Linked DNA regions of Zea mays: all the other regions are linked to region 1. The links are chromatin contacts, called in public Hi-C maps. All regions are on one chromosome and are shown on one strand. Each heading gives the region's core, a stretch centred on a gene start, on an enhancer-like site or on the middle of the called end of the contact. The rest is flanking DNA. Distances are from core to core; before and after follow the strand shown.

Region 1 (3,648 bases), core at 853-3,352:
GAGGGGTTTCCCCTTCCATCAAAAACATATAATCTAGATACATAGATTACGATAATCCAACAACGTGTTATTATGTGTTTGTATAATTCATAAGCTAAATTATATAACCGTAGAAAGAAACAAACAAAGCTAACTTAGGGCTAACTTAGAATGATGTGCAACTGCAATCCTGCAACAGCGATTCTGGAAATGGACCCCGCCACCCTGGGCACACCTGAGCCTAGAATTGCCCTTGCCGCCGACGCAAGGACGAGCAAGAGCAACAACCCTCGTGAAACCTGGAGCCCCCAAAATATTTCTACTGTATGCCTTGTTCCACAATGTTATAAACACCGGTGAACTCAACCCTGGCGGCCAAAATCCCAACAGCCTCAGGTCAACACTGCCCAAGACGACGCCGTGACGGAGAAAGAGCCGGAGACACATAGGTCCCAATAGCGTCACCACAATCTCTGGCCAGCAACACCAGGGAAGCAAAATCCAACCGAGGTGGAACCAATGAGCTCTATCCGAAACCAGTCACCTTGGGTGTGATTGGTTCATGTTTCTGGATAGCAAAAGATGAAATCCGGCAGCCAGACTTTCCTAGGCCAGGTTTTTGCATGCATAATGCATGACAGTTTGTTTGGATCATTATTTCTATCGTATGACTGGTGAACGTGATGGGTTTGGTATTCTAGTGCCAGTTTGTTTGCTTGCATGATTGAGAAACTGGTCAACAAGATGCACCTTCTTTTGGAACGAAGCAAGTGCCCGCACGCTATCTAAAAGCATGATACAACATACACGAGCGGATCCAGAACAAAATAAGAGCGAGGACACACTTATAAAGACGAGCATCCAAACATCAAAGTGATGTTATCTATACTTGACTGAGCATGGAACCTTATGTAAAATTTTAGACTACACTACTTACAACAAAGAAATGAGCGAGGGCCTGTGCCCTCACTAGGTCCGCCCCTACAATACATTTATCCTTACCGTTCATCACATGAGCTACTAACCATAATATCAACTGCGCTATCAATCGTGGTCAGCTCTTCTGTGCATAGCCTTTATCAGCAACCTACACCTATATCATCGCTCCATCAACTTTTATTTTAGAAATTTTTATTTAAAACGAAACATGACATTTTGTTTAGGAAAAAAAAATCACCTGACCACGTGATGAAGAAAAAAACTACAGAAGTCAAAAAAAGAATGAAAAAAAATGAAAAAGTTACATAGTTCTTAAAAAATGATACTCCCCTGTTTCTTTTTAGTTGTCGTTGGATAGTTCAATTTTGTACTATCCAGCGACAACTAAAACGAAACGGAGGGAGTACAATACTCCTCCCCAACATCGTCCACATTTTCTTCCTAATCTATTTTTCATCTAAATTTAATTGCTCGATCAATTTGTTTACGACCAACGCGTGGGGTTTTTTAAGGCTATCTCTAGCAGGCCCCTATCCCATCCCATATCTCTGTGGTATTTTAGTGCCAGTTTGTTTGACTGTTGAGAAACCAGCCAACAAGATGCACCTTCTTTTGGAAGAAAGCAATGTGTCAGTGGTCGCACACTATATAAAATCTCGATAGAATGCACTCCATCATTACGGTTCGTCACACCGACCATAACATCAACTCCGCTATCGAACATCGTCCGCTCTCAATAAGAAATCTGAAACCCTAACTGATTCCGCGCACACGCGGATGGTCCTGGCCGCTACGGTGGACAGTCCGACCTTAGAGCCGTCCGCACTCAATTTTGGTGCTCAACACTTTATATAAACTATAAATTTTTATAATAGCATAAATAGAAAATACTCTAACTTATATCGTTTACGCTTTCCTAACAATTCTGATTCAGTTTGGAGCCATCCGTATTCCCCACAAACAGACTATCTCCAGCAGAATATTATATTTTATCTTATATCTTATTCCTTATTTTAAATTTATCATATACATATATTTTTCAGTCTAATGAGTCTCACCTTCACCTCACCTCACCTCACCTCACCTCATGCACAGGCCAAGCGGGCGCGCGAGGCTCGCGGGAAACGCAAACGCCAGGCTACGGGCACCGATTTGCACGTGCTGCATCCAACGAACCTGGTTTGATGCCCTTGTCGGCATCGGGGGGCTTCGCCTACCCGCATCACCCACCCTCTCCCCGCTTCCCTATCCCTCACGCAGTCAGGAGATCCCCAATTCCCCATTCACCAATCCCCAGTATTGTAGTAGGGGGAAAAACGAGAGAAAAGAAACAGCAGTAGCGGAGGCAAGACGAAATGGTGGCCGCCGTCGCGTCGCCTTCGTCGGCGGCACCCTCCGCCGGCCGTCCCCATCCGACATACAAGGAGGTAATATAGCCGCTCCCCGTCTCCCTCCTCGGTTCGTTGGAGTGAATATTGAATCTTGCTGCTGCATCTCGATCGATGATTTGGGTTGGATGCGCCCGCAGATGATCATGCAGGCGCTGACGGAGCTGCGGGACCCGAGCGGGTCGAGCCGCAGCGCCATCGCCACCTACATCGCCGACCACTTCTCCGGCCTCCACTCGCGCCACGATGCCCTCCTCTCCGTCCATCTCCGCAGCCTCAAGTCCCATGGCCAACTTCGCCTCGTCTCTGGCAACTACTTCGTCTCCACCGCCGCTCAGCGGCAGGGGCGAGGCTCCAACATCCCGCCCAACCCCAACCCTGCTCCGGGGCAGAAGCGTGGTCGGGGGCGGCCTCGCAAGTACGCAGATTCAGCCCCTTCCGCTTCGATCCCGGCGTTTCAGGACGCCAAGCGAGGGCGTGGACGCCCACGCAAACGCAAGAGCGCCCAGGACCCGGTGGCTTCCTCCCCCTCCCCTTCGCCGCTACAGGGAGCAAGTGTTCCGCCGCCTCCATCTGGGGTCAAGAGGGGGCGTGGACGCCCTCGGAAGGACGCCCTTGTCCCTCCGCCTTCCTCTTCTTCGCCACTGCTGGGAGGGATTGATCCACCGCCTCCATCTGGGATCAAGACGGGCCGTGCACGTCCTCGGAAGGCCCTTGTCCCTGTGCGTTCCTCCTTTTCCGAGCTGCTGGGAGCTGTTGTTCTACCACCTCCGTCTGGGGTCAAGCGTGGCCGCGGACGCCCGCGCAAGAGTGCCTACCCCGCTGTGGCGCCGTTGGTGGGAGCTGAGAAGGGACCTGCTGGTGGACAACCACAGAGGAATACCACTCCTCTCTCACCGACACCTGCTACCATGTCCCACAGTGGTAAGAGTGAGACTGTCCGGCTGCCCAAGGTTGCTGTTGATATCAGTGCTTTGCGTGGTTCCTCCATGAACATATCTGCTTCTAGTAACAGTTTGGTTGGTGCGAAGCGGGGAAGAGGGCGCCCACCTAAGGTTGTGGTTGCTGGGAAAGAGAAGATGCAACCTGAATCTGTGCAGTCCGTGGATGCTTCATTGACTAAGAGAGGGCGTGGGAGGCCCAGAAAGGAGAAGGCATTGGAAAGTGGCCGCATGAAAGCCTCGCAGATGACTGAGGGTCAACGTGAAGCTCTGACTGCAGACCAAGCTGGGGCTGTCCAAAATGAAGTAGAAGATAGGGATTTGCAATCCTTGGGTACTCCTTTGACAGAGAAGAGAGGCCGCGGTCGTCCTAGAAAGAGGCCGTTGGAAATCGAAACTGC
Region 2 (3,648 bases), core at 859-3,358, 310 kb after region 1:
TACTTTTTCCAAAGCACCAATCATTTCTAGTGCGCCAAATAGCCCAGAATAAAGCACCACAACCAAATAACACCAAATGAGCCATTTTGTCTTTTGGTTTACATAACCCATTGTCATAAAGATTGTTGATACTATTCGGAATCAGCCTTAAATTCAAGGCAACTTGAATCACTCTCCACATATATTTAGAAATGGGGCACTGAAAGAACAGGTGATCGATAGATTCATCCACCCCACAGAAACAACAATTCAAAGAACCAATCCAGTTCCTTTTCTTCAGGTTGTCCTTAGTAAGAATTTTATTTCTTACCACTAACCAGAAGAAAACCTTGATTTTATGAGGCAATTTAGATTTCCACAAGAACTTATATGGAATCAAAATTTGATCTTCCATTTTCTTTTTGTACATAGAATTAACTGAGAAGCCTTTTTTCCCCAGATTCCACACAATTTTATCCTCTTGATCAGACAGTGTTACCTGATTACAACAACTTATCATTTCATCGAATAACATCCTCAAATTACTCACAATCCTTCTTCTGAAAGTAAGAGACTCAAAATTAGATGTGAAAACATCATTAACAGAAACATCTTTGTCATAGGTCAAGTCAAAAACTTGCTAGAGAAAAATGTAAATTCTTAACAAACACAATAATGAGCTAACTAATAAGCTAGAAAACATCAATAACACCCCAGAAGGTCTTTTATTTGAAATTCCTGAAATTATTAAAAAGGATGCTTCTACTTCTTGCTTAGATTTAATTGATGTTAACTCTAATCCTTGCAATCAAGTCTTGGTTAAGAATGCTATTATAGAAACTTGTTATGATGGGATTGCAACATCAATGGACCCCCTCAGCATCTCAGTGCTACCCTTCCAAACCAGCATATGAAATGTTCTTCATTAGGTCGGTGGCCTTTGAGTCGGCTAAAAGGGTTTGAAAGACCTAGTCCCCTCTAAGATGTAAGTTTTTCATTTGGCTTGCAAGTCTAAATAGGTGTTTTGCTATAAATCGGCTAGCAAAAAGAGGGCTTGAGCACCCTGAACTTTGCCTGTTTTGTGATCAAGAGGATGAACCTATTCAACATCTATTGGTAGCATGTGTATTTGCTAGGTAGTTCTAGTTTCAAGTTCTATATCTAATCAACTTACATCATCTTAGCCTAGTGCTAGGGATGTCAGCTTTTAGGAATGGTTGCATGAAGTGAAGAAACGAGCTTTCAAGCCATAGAAAAAAGGTTCAACTCCAAGACGGTTTTAGTGGTTTGGTGGTTGTAAAAACACCATAATTTCTATGTCATTGAAGAAGGCATGGTAGACGTATTCAAGGTGTTGTAGGATCTCAAAAAGGATGCCATGAATTGGTGCCTTGCTAGGGTAGCCTGGGATAGCCAGGATCTGGCTTTGATTTGGGGTCTCTGATTGTGTTTGTTTTTAAGCATGGATGAGTTGTGTATATCCAATTTTAGTCATCGTAAAGTGCCAATCCTCTGTATCGGTCCATTATGGGCTTTCGTATTCTTCTTAATATAAAAATATGTAGTTCTTATTAACAACGAGACAAAGTTATTAAACCTAATTAATTTATGATTAGATAATGTTTACTGTATTATGTGACAAATTACATAGTAATTAGTTTTAATTGGTTTACTTATCATTTAGTTCTCATCTATCTAATTAGTTTTAGAATTAGACTGTACTTAATATTTCTAATTAGAGCATGTTTGGATCCTTGTGGCAAAATGTTTGCCGTCTAATTTTAGCATCTTAACCTCCAAACCGTCTGGCTAACAAATTGGCTAATTGTTAGCCGGAGGGCTAGCAAACTGTTTATTCATTAGCCATTTGATCTTGCTAATAAGTGCTAATAGATCGTATAAACAGAAAATGACATATATTAATCCAGTCTCCAAATATATCATGACTAATTTTTACTAGCTAATTATTTATCGGCTAATTATTAACTACTGATAAACAATAAGCCAGGAGGATCAAACTGGACATTAGTATCTAAACATCTGTGATAGGTACTAAATTTCAGGAGGATCCAAACACCCGCTAGACAAGCTAAAAATACTTCGCTAGACAGTAGACACACAGGAGATCTGCAAGTCAACCGAACAGACATTCGCTGGAAGCTCTGCTCGGAGTGAGGTCGCTGCGCATCTACCACACGATGCCGCCGCCTCTCCGCTGTCTCCTTCTCGCCTTCGTCGTCGTCCTCTCCGGCTTCCCCCGTCTCGCCCACCCCTTCACGGCTCTCGAGTCTGACCAGATCGCCCGCTTCCAGGAATACCTCCGCATCCGAACTGCGCACCCATCCCCCGACTACGCCGGCGCCAGCGCCTTCCTCCTACACTACGCCGCTTCGCTCGGTCTCCACACCACCACGCTCCACTTCACCCCGTGCAAGACCAAGCCCCTGCTCCTCCTCACCTGGCGAGGCTCCGATCCCTCCCTCCCCTCCGTGCTCCTCAACTCCCACATGGACTCCGTCCCCGCGGAGCCCGAGCACTGGGCGCACCCTCCATTCGCCGCGCACCGCGACCCGACCACGGGCCGCATCTACGCGCGCGGCGCACAGGACGACAAGTGCCTCCCCGTCCAGTACCTCGAGGCGATCCGGGGCCTGCAGGCCGCGGGGTTCGCTCCCGCCCGCACCATCCACATCTCGCTTGTCCCCGACGAGGAGATCGGCGGCGCGGATGGGTTCGACAAGTTCGCCCGATCGGAGGAGTTCCGCGCCCTCAACATCGGGTTTATGCTCGACGAGGGGCAGGCGTCGCCGACGGACGTGTTCAGAGTCTTTTACGCGGACAGGCTGGTGTGGAGGCTCGTCGTGAAGGCGGCGGGGGCGCCAGGGCATGGGTCGAGGATGTTGGACGGCGCCGCCGTTGACAATTTGATGGATTGCGTGGAGACCATCGCTGCGTTCAGGGATGCGCAGTTCAGGATGGTGAAGTCCGGGGAGAAGGGTCCTGGGGAGGTGGTCTCAGTCAACCCTGTGTACATGAAGGCCGGCATACCAAGCCCCACGGTAAGTAAGCAATGGTGCTACCTAATTTAGCTTTGATACAGTAAATCAGGTCCTGGTTTGAAACGGTGTTAGCGGATACAATTGCCCGCTACCGTTGCTAAACAATTTTGCAATTTGAATGTTTATACTCTCCACCAAATAGAAATAGTGACATACAGAACTTTATAGCTTTTCATCAAATATTTCAAAAATCTAGCGACCACCAGCAGATTGTGCATATTGTGCATATGGTCAGTACGAAACATTGTTTTACGCTACACTGTCTACAATGATAATCTGTGGCTTGTGTAGTCTCTAAAGACAGATTGTTGCAGGGTTTCGTGATGAACATGCAACCTTCAGAAGCGGAGGTCGGCTTTGACCTCCGCCTTCCTCCAACCGAAGACATCGAGCAGATCAAGCGGAGGGTCGAAGAGGAATGGGCACCATCTCACAAAAACCTGACCTACGAGGTGATTTTTTTTTATTTCCGCTGTCGTTTCGATCACCGGAACAAAAACAAACCGAGTCCTGCTGAAATGCGTCCCTTGTTGCTGGGCATTGCTGCAGCTGGTGCAGAAAGGTCCGGCGACGGATGTGTCCGGACGTCCCGTATCCACAGCGACGAACG
Region 3 (3,648 bases), core at 374-2,873, 260 kb after region 1:
TGCTGCAGCTTTGCATTTAGAACAACTTTGTTTCTGAATTCCTACGCGCCTTGTCCTGAACCTTGGCCGAGCCTTTTGATTGCGACTTCTATGTTGTGTCCCAGCATACCCTGCGTTGTTTTGTTTCGCCATTGTTGTACTGAACAAGCAATGCCATAATTCTCACGGTTCTACAATTTATTTAGAAGATGTGTGCATTTTTTATTACTGACCTTGTAAACCTTCCCAAAGCCACCTTGCCCGAGCATGTTCTCAGAAGAAAAATTGTCTGTTGCAGTTGCATTGTTTCCAAAGATGACAAATGGAAGCTCTACATTTTTCATCACCGAGTTCGTTTGACGCACTCAAGTATCCTAGGATCGCTTTGCTCAAATTATCCTTGTTCTGACGTTTGGCTGACAGGAAGAGCCACTCCAATTGTTATTGATAAACCTTATGCTAGCAATACAAAAAAACTGAGCTGGATAGTTCTTTATGGTGAATATATTGGCTCCCTCCAATTGTACCTCTAAGCTTGCATATCCAAACAAGGTACATGCCGGTGGCCATGAGTGCAAGCACAGAAGCCATCACCGGGACCGAGATCTTTGCCACACGCCCCATATTCTTCCTTGTAGCTACATAAATGTATTTATTAGTAGCAGCTGATAAGATGTTGAGTTTTGCATCAGAATCTTGACTGCTTCAGTTTTTGCTACCTATTTCAGAGTTTGCCAGCCCAAGATAGAGATCCTGCCCATTTTCTTTGTACTTGACATCAACGATGTTATCTTTCCACATGATGCAGCCGCTGCTGTTACCCTCACCTGGATATCGAAGACAATCTTTGGGGCTGATCTCGAGGTGCTTCAGGTGGTCTGTCTTCTCGTCACCTGAAATGCGTGTCCTGGTGAGTGCAAGCGAAACCAATCCAACAGGAAGGAGGAAGGGTGATGCTAGCTGCCAGAGACCACCGCGTCCACGGGAGGCCCACGAATAGCCTCATCGCGCCATCCCCTTCCTCACCCTCCGCCACTCGCTCGTCGATGGCCTCGGAGACAAGCACCCGCACGGGGCCCGATAGCCTGCTAGCCTGGACAGGGATAGTCGACGCCGCCTAGCTGCTAGCCATGGCTAGCCCGCGACACGTCCCCAACGCAACGCCGCCTGCTGCATCAGTGCATCCCTAATTGGTTGCTGTCCTAGATGAGGTGTGTGAGGCTGGTCTGCACCGCACACTATGTCGCGTACACCTCCACGTCGAGCTGCTCGGCCGAGATCGATGCCAAAGATGCCTCCTCCGCCGTCCAGGCCAGAGGGGATTCCCAAAAAGGGGGACTTGTTGCGCGATCTCGGGGAGGGAGGGCAGGGCAGTTGGGTGGGAAAGGGTGAGAAAAGAAGGTCACACAATTGGTGCCTTGGCGCCTTAGCGGCGTGGGGTGATGTGGGCCCAGCGTGGTGGCTAGAAAGCAAGGTCGCGTAGTCAGCGGCATGGGGGCGAGGTTGGGTGCGTCGGCGTGGTTACGGGTGCAGGGCAGAACACGATGCACGGTCTATAATAGAGTGTTATAGGGTAATAGAGTGTTATAGGGTAGTAAAGATATATAGGCTGGACAGTCTAAGGTGCGAACCTTCGCGTTCCCAACCTACCCCTGCAAGCCATTGCCCTCGCCTATCGCCTCGTGCAAGTCCAAGCTCCCACGACTCCACCGCGACCGGGAGAGAGTCAGAGAGAGACGCCCGCCTCCAGATCGTCCGGCGGGGATGGCGGCGTCGGTCTTTCCAGCGCTGCTGCTGGCCGTAGCGGCGGTGCTTCTCCTACCGGTGGCAGAGGCCGTGTGGCTCGAGCTCCCGCCGTCGGGGACCAAGTGCGTCTCCGAGGAGATCCAGCCCAACGTCGTAGTGCTCGCCGACTACGCTATCATGTACGAGTCCCACCCCAGCTCGCATCCCACCGTCGCCGTCAAGGTACGCGGCCACAACTCGCTCTCGGATGCCCTTGGCGTGCGGTTTCGTCTCGTTCATTCTCGTGTTTGATCTCGATCTGGGCCGGTGAACCGGTGTGTTCTGTGATCTCGGTGTAGGCGAATTGGGACGCAGCTGAGGCGCTAGATTGCGCTATTTTTCGTGCGAATTAAGCCCTGCAATTTTGTTGTTGTCTGATTGAGCTTCTACGAGTCAAAACTAGCACTTAGGGGAGATTGATGGAGGGAGGAATTATACGTGTTCTAGTTCCTAGTACGGGGCTCTTTCGCTACAAATTAGTCTTAAGTAGCTCAGCGTGAATTTTGTACAAGGGGAAATCTGCAAGTTGACAATTCATCATGAATCTGGTCATAGTATCACCTTACTAATTCATGGTTTCGAGACATTAGGGAAATTGATTTATGAGTCAAAACTGCACTTGGCCATTGCTTCAGATGGGGATAATCTTCAATTTGGGTACTGCTATGCTGGATGGCGCTCTCTCAAGTAACTAGCATGTGCTATGCTTGGTTTTCATTCTCTCTTGGGAATCGAATTCTTATATTACCATTCTTAGTTATTAGCCCTAATGTAATGGGGTTGAACATAACACTAAGTTGCAGCAGATGTTGGATTGTGCTTGCTATTGTGATTGTTTATATACCTAAGTGTTATGCACATTAATATATTTTTATATCCAAAATACACATTAATAGATTGTTTTAGTAGTTAGTACCTTGTAATCATTTGTGTGCATGAGCAGACGAGTTAATGCATATAGTGTCACTAGAGTCTAGTCTAGACTAAAATTTTTGACTGGAGTTCCACCCTGAACCCTGCTCAATTGCTGACTCTTTTAGAGAACTTCAGATCCAGATTGAATTTTACAAACTTCCGAAGACAAGATTTGATGATCAAAGTGACAAGGTGCACTATGGGCAACAGCACTTCTGTACCATATCTGCCAACTTAAGAACATATTTACCACAAGTCTGATGCTCATGTCTTATCTTGTTATCCTATGGCAGCCTTGCATTTTATTGGCATTTCTGTGATCAATTTTGTTTTTTAATCCCAGAATGCATGTTAAAGAAAGCTCTGTGTGCTTCGAGAGGGATCTTTGTCCCCCTAACTCTAGTTTTAGGAATCATATTGGAATTTCAATGTACAAACGGTTGATATAATTCGGAGTACCTTCATTTTCAAAAAACAACTTCAGCATGTATGAGTGGGGTCTCTGACTTGTTTATATTTGCATATGGTGAAAATATTCAATGCATCATTCTTCCCGGTGGAATTGTGAAAATCCAAAAAAAGACATACTTGAAGTTTTTTTTTAGAAAAAAAATTCTAAAAAACTCCATGCATGTAGATGAGATAGTAACATGCTCGCATGTAACATTTTATAATCAAACTCAACTTCATTTATGAGTAATGAAATTGACAAATCTCAGAGAAAAGAAGACATAAAGCACATGTACTCTGTCTTTTTCTTTGCTCTCTGTCTATGATTTGTCAATTTCATACTAATAAACAAATTGAGTTTGGACATGAAGTTTTATATGCATGCATGTCACCCCTCATTTAAAGGTATGGAGTTTTGAAGAATTTTCAAGAACTTGTATGTATGCCTTTTAATTGGGGTTTCATGATTTCACAACATCAACAACAAAGCCTTTTAGTCCCAAGTAAGTTGAGGTAGCC

The links. Hi-C and Micro-C count contacts between places; a contact is called where the count stands out from the background.
Region 2: a contact with region 1 is called in a Hi-C map of ear, with 2.6 times the contacts expected there. The contact joins the promoter of LOC100283955 here to the promoter of LOC100286130 in region 1. A contact is called at or near these places in 5 of 25 Hi-C or Micro-C datasets (ear, endosperm, leaf and 1 more).
Region 3: a contact with region 1 is called in a Hi-C map of tassel, with 2.7 times the contacts expected there. The contact joins the promoter of LOC100273431 here to the promoter of LOC100286130 in region 1. A contact is called at or near these places in 4 of 25 Hi-C or Micro-C datasets (ear, endosperm, leaf and 1 more).

Annotation. Positions count from the first base shown.
Region 1 is chr6:121,212,510-121,216,157 of Zm-B73-REFERENCE-NAM-5.0, forward strand. It overlaps LOC100286130 (DNA-binding protein), which reads left to right and starts at 2,103. Exons shown (of 2, transcript NM_001159018.2): 1 at 2,103-2,345; 2 at 2,447-3,648. The coding sequence starts at 2,274.
Region 2 is chr6:121,521,498-121,525,145 of Zm-B73-REFERENCE-NAM-5.0, forward strand. It overlaps LOC100283955, which reads left to right and starts at 2,109. Exons shown (of 4, transcript NM_001156853.2): 1 at 2,109-3,038; 2 at 3,353-3,490; 3 at 3,588-3,648. The coding sequence starts at 2,178.
Region 3 is chr6:121,471,919-121,475,566 of Zm-B73-REFERENCE-NAM-5.0, forward strand. It overlaps LOC100273431 (Transmembrane emp24 domain-containing protein 10), which reads left to right and starts at 1,624. Exons shown (of 4, transcript NM_001147868.1): 1 at 1,624-1,947. The coding sequence starts at 1,744. LOC111589576 (a long non-coding RNA gene) reads right to left here and starts at 1,342. Exons shown (of 3, transcript XR_002748659.2): 1 at 1-1,342.